Regions from separate parts of the Anser cygnoides genome. Here region 1 is linked to region 2. The links are chromatin contacts, called in public Hi-C maps. All regions are on one chromosome and are shown on one strand. The core of a region is the stretch at or near the end of the contact, and the rest is flanking DNA. Distances in the headings are between cores, read along the strand shown. Region 1 overlaps LOC125182190 (a long non-coding RNA gene). Region 2 overlaps CD151 (CD151 molecule (Raph blood group)).

The links. A called contact is a pair of places that touch in the nucleus more often than the background predicts.
Region 1: a Hi-C map of liver shows a contact between it and region 2, with 8 times the contacts expected there. The contact joins two enhancer-like sites. A contact is called at or near these places in 2 of 7 Hi-C or Micro-C datasets (both in liver).

The regions. Positions count from the first base shown.
Region 1 is chr5:20,983,256-20,985,955 of Taihu_goose_T2T_genome, forward strand. The region is part of intron 1 of LOC125182190 (a long non-coding RNA gene); the gene reads left to right. Among named protein-coding and RNA genes, the nearest start is that of EGLN3, 18 kb to the right of the region's middle. Within about 2 kb of position 1,331, at least 2 of the 3 cell types and tissues checked have open chromatin away from gene starts, as enhancers often do. A contact at or near this core is called in liver, where this site is marked.
Region 2 is chr5:20,361,307-20,364,006 of Taihu_goose_T2T_genome, forward strand. All of the region lies in intron 2 of CD151 (CD151 molecule (Raph blood group)), which reads right to left. Among named protein-coding and RNA genes, the nearest start is that of CD151, 16 kb to the right of the region's middle. Within about 2 kb of position 1,440, at least 2 of the 3 cell types and tissues checked have open chromatin away from gene starts, as enhancers often do. A contact at or near this core is called in liver, where this site is marked.

The DNA.
Region 1 (2,700 bases), core at 81-2,580, 620 kb after region 2:
CAGCTGTGTTACACCATGAGTTACCTATCAGCTCTACAATAAATGTGTACTTAAGGGTCATGATCTGCCTCTAGGAACGGTGCAATGACTCTTATGCTTATGACCTTCCCTTGTGAAAGTAGTCACATTAATGTAAATGGGAATGTTGCCTGAAGAGGAGCTGAAAAAACTGAGTGAAGGGTCAGGATCTGGCTGGTGTGATGATTCATATGCATTGGGTCCTACATATACATCCATTCCAGCTGTACCACTGGAATTTAGGACATCGTCTCAATCACTTTCTAATGGTGAAGAGTGCAAGACATGCTCCTCTGCATGTCCTTGTACTAACAGGCAGTTAGATATATGCCTGCCATCTGTGAATATGCCTGGAAATATTTTTTAGTATGACACTACTAAAGTGTCATACTAAAGATTTTGTCATAAGTCTCAGCTAATAATTAAAGAGTCATTATAGTTATCTCAGGTTCTACGAGAACCACAGTATTCTGCATAGAAAAATGTTTCAGTTTAGTGTTGGGGTACTGAGAGTCATCTGTTTCCAGTACATCATCAAGAACATTTTCTTTCAGCCTACTATGCTGCGCTACCCTGGGATTTATAATAAGGCATATCAAGGGGCACCGTCCTGAGGCAGTAATGGACTACAGTTTCTAATTTTTGCCTGGGACTTACATCAGGAAATTAGTATCTCAGTGGCTGAATATCTCTAAGTTTATTTTTGTGTAATGTAAATTGTATCCTACTTCTGATTCTTAACCCCACCATTGTTATGAGGCATGTTTTATAGAGAGGAAGGTCATACAAGTTCTGACAAAGCAGCTACGATGCTTTGCTTTATTTGCAGGCATTAGGGTTAGTGTGGTTTATTTTCTTCTTATGATGCAGTGGGATGAAGCTTATCATTTCTAATGGGTTGAAAGGTCTTGTGTATTTAGAGCACTTGGAATATGTCATTGCACGTCAGATCTGTGCCCTTTCTGGTTATTTTAAATCTGTTCCAAACCATCAGGTTCCTCTTCTTGGGATTACCCTAGTTAGGGTTTACTGTTGATTATATTGTGTAAACACATTGCACCAGATAACTCCCATTCAGAGAGGGGGAAAAAAAAACTCTCGAAGGTTTTAAATTGTAGAATTTGTTAATGCTGTTTTGTCAGAAAAAGCACAAAGACAAAAGGTTTCTGGGGCAATGAGCTGGGGTTATTACTGAGATCCAGTGCAGCAGCTGATAGGGCAATATGCTCATTGGCTGGTGTTCCCCTTCTGAAGAGAAGCTGGGAATATTTTTCTAACTCATCCATTATTGTGAAGGGAGGCACCGTTTTGAGGATGAAATCCAAAACTTGATAGCAAAATTCCTGCTCAGTGAAATATTTTTTTCTCCCATGCATATTTTGCTGTAGATAACTTCTGTATAGTTACACACAAGTTCCTGCAAAAGATACGTGCCTTTCCATGGAAACTTTAAAGATACAGGACAGTATGAAGATGAATGCTGCAGGAAAAACAACGAAGTCCCACATATGAATAAGTAATGTATTCCTAGAACACAGACCACCAACTTTGAGATCACTTCATTATCCAAGCCACATTCTCCCAGTGGAATTCCTGCTGAGCAAAAGGATTTTCAAGGAAAGCTCTTTGCAGCCTCAACAAACTTCATCATTTTAGAAATGACACTTGTGTCTGAGTGCTTTCCAAATGAAAGGAAACAGAAAAAAAAAGTCTCAAGACGTTTTGCTTACCTGGTGCATTATAGTTAATTTTGCCCTTTTTCCTGCATTTTAGTTGGGCAATCAGTTTCTTGGGAAGTTTTGTGGGTTTTACAAAATGTGAAATCATGTGTTGCTATTTATAACTGCCCTGGGTTGTGAAAGCAGATGATTTATCACAGAGCACAGAGGCTGATGTAAACTGTTTGCAGACAATAGTGTTGGGTAGAGGGATAGTGGAAATGTCCTTTCTACTGCAACGTGTAGATTTTCAGACCTGCAGAAGATGCAGAGTGTTGTGAAAGGACACAGCAAAAGCATGAAATGAAAAGAGCTGTGTGTGTAATGGACGCTATGAGTCACATCACCTGTTAGCAGTTACAGCACCTGTAAGTAGATCAGATCTTGAAGCTGAGGTAAATGGCCACCAGTGGATATTGTGTGGGCATCGGTCAGGTGTCAACAGCTAGGGAGAACTCAGATCTGCTTAGCTGTGGTTTAGCTGTTTGGCTCTGCCCTGCAGCAGGGGGAGGCAATGGGTGACCTCCTGAGGTCCTTTCCTGCTCTTATTACTCTAATTCCAAAAGCTAAATGTAAATAGCCCGTGTTAAACCAAAAAAGCCATCAGGTGAAAGATGATGGCTCAGACAAAACCACTCGTAGCTCAAATGCTTGCTTTTGTTAGTGTAACCACAACAAAGCTGAAATAAAATCAATGGTGCATAGAAACATTTATGAAGGAAAACCTCAGTCTCACAATTATTTCTTGTATTAGTGAAAGATAATGGAATAAATGTGGAAATGGATGTACTTACATGGGAGAGAGAAAATAAAAAGATACTTAAGTGAAATACTGCCATTTTGTCAGTTTGGCTAATTGCCATACCAGTATGAACACGGACTATAAAAGCAGCACTGGCAATTCCTTCATTGCTTGGGTGCTTGAGCTCTATGAAGTAAGTATGTCATGGCGTAGTTATTACCT
Region 2 (2,700 bases), core at 190-2,689:
GGAAATGATACGAACACGTCTCTTTCTCTCTTTTTGAAGACCCTGCACCCTTATCAGGGTAAAAGGCTGTCCTGGACCAGAGAGCTCCCTGGAAGCAGGCAGGCACAGAGCCGGGCTCAGCGTGAGCCCCCCTGCTGCGTTCCCAACATCTGGCTTTACAGCCTGGCTTGCTGCTAGGAAGAGCAGCTGCCAATTCTGCAGCATAATTGTATTTTGTCTGCAGGAAATTGGTTCCTTTTGCTTCACTCCAGCCCACTCGGAAACCCCAGGCAGGTCTGTGCTTTAGAAACTACTAAAGCTAGCAGGGGGCGTGAGGGTGAGAACATGCCCAGCGGTCCCACCCGTGCCCCCTCGCCCTCCGCACGCAAACATTTTTCTCTAGGACAGTGTCTGACAAACCAGTTGGCAGCAGAAAGGACTTTCACTGGTGAAGAGAGCAGCTCTGGTGGCACGTAGCAAGGCGAATAACTCCCGGTCCTCTGGAAGGATCAGGAACTCCGGCAATGCTCCCACTAATTACCACGTTGATTAATTACCACGTTGCAGCACAGAAGCCTGGGGCAGGGGGAAGGAATGGATGTTGGTGGCACCGTGTGCTCTGAACAGACTTGCAGTTCTCAACGAGAAGCTGCCTTGTTCATGAAAGGCGACAGATTTACAGCTCCCAGAGGCTCCATTTAGCCACGGAACAGGAACGGCAGCAGCCAGACAAGCTCCCACAGCTACGCACACCTGCACAGCCCAAAACAGGTACCCCTCAAAGTATATGCCCCCCCAAAAGAAGCCAGCACAGGTATTTTCACGGATCATCATGCAGCAGGTGCTGGGCCCTAGCAAGGAACAGAGACTTGCAGCTCTTCCTGATCTGAGACCTCAGAAATCCGACCGAGCAGCATCTCGCTCTGGGCAAGGACCGGGCAGGCTGACAGCTCAGGTGATACTTGCAGGCAGATGACAGCGAGCCTGAAATTCGCCTCCACACCGCAGGTCCTGCTCCACCGAGCACTGCACACGGTGCCTTTCAGGTGGCTCAGCGTCGCTGCTGGGAGGAGAGGATTGATCTGCTTCCAGCACGCTGGCAGGGAACAGCTGCGGGTTTACAGAGCGCGGTGATTCACACGGGGATGGCAGGCCATGAATCAGAGAGCAATCAGGGCTGCCTCCTGTTTGATCTATCCTTCCCAGCCCCGAGCAGAGCTGGTGGCACTGGCTGGCCCTTGCAAGCTCACCGACTCACCCAGCGAGCTGCTCCCTCACCACGCTCGCCAGTTACAGCTGGGGTAAGGCTATGGGCGACAAGACCCGAAAAGCACAGCACCTTGGCGAACACGGGGGGCCGCCGGGCCCCAAGCAGCGTTCAGTGGCGTGGGCAGGGGCCCCTGGCCTCAGTCATCCTGATAACAGACCCTCAGAAGTGATACGGAGCACTCTCGAAAGCAGACAAGAGCAAGCAACGTTAATTAACACGCACAGCTGCATTCTATTTCAAAACACGGAGGCAAAGGTCTGTTCTGAATCACCCAGATAATTATAAACGAGCTCTCCAGTGAACAGAAAACAGTGAGGCTTGCCACAGGGGTGTATTTACAGATGCATAAAAACATATTAATTAGACATGAGCTTGATAACAGGAAATGTTTTTCTAATTGAAAAAGTGGCTAAAAGACCAAAAGCACTTCCATAACGAAGTCCATTTGCTCCAATCCAATAGACAGTAGCTTCATCAGGAAGCTAAATTTAAAAAGAAATCTGGGAAAGAAACGCAGTGTAATTTAGTCACACAACCAAAAGAGGTATTTTGACGTTTATTTGCCAGAAATCAAGAGCAAGTTCCTACTGTGCTCACACATCACAACCTAAGTGTCAATGAGAAATAACGCTCTAAAACAAAATGCACAAAGGTGGGAGGAAAAAAAACATGGGAAAAACTCAGTGCTCAGCCTGCCGTGTCTGACCCCAAGCCACAGCCTCCCAGGCGGGTTAAGACCATGCGGTGCACGAGTGCAGGGGGCACTTCGAAAGTGAAACCCTTCCACGGCCTGATTTTCTTGGGCTCTCACCTTACTGATCCCGACAGTAAGGATGACAGTTCATCCTTAGGACAGGCGGGACAACAGGAACGCACCAGAAGCCGAGCACCTCCAGCTCCGGGTGCTGAGCTCTGCACGACACAAGCACCGCACAAACGGCTGTTTGGCTGCACTGAGGCACCCAAAATCTCAACGGCAGGGCTCGCTCTGCGATCCCACGTCAGAGCACTGTATTCTTCCTCGCAGACCCAAAGGCATATACAGGCACGCACCTCCATCTCAGCTCAGCAAGCACGTGGCAGGCACACACGCACACTCCTGCTGGCTAGACATTCATTTAGTCATCGCAGACTCTGCTCGGTACATCTGCCTCGACTTGCACAGGTACAGTACTTAATTAAACAGCAAAGAAATCCAGGGCTGCAGGCTTTTTCTGTAGACCCTGCCCTGCAGCAGCATCTGACGGATGGTAAAGAAACGATGCCAAAGCAAATGAAATAGCTCACAGGCCATTAAAAGCAACCAAAAAGAAAAGAAAGAAAAAAAGAAAAAAAATAAATCAATACTTAAAAACAATGAATGATGGCAAGAAAAATGGCATCTGATGTGTCAGTGCTGTCTCTTTTATAGATAATTGTTATGAACTGGGGCAAAAGAGAAGGTCCTACAC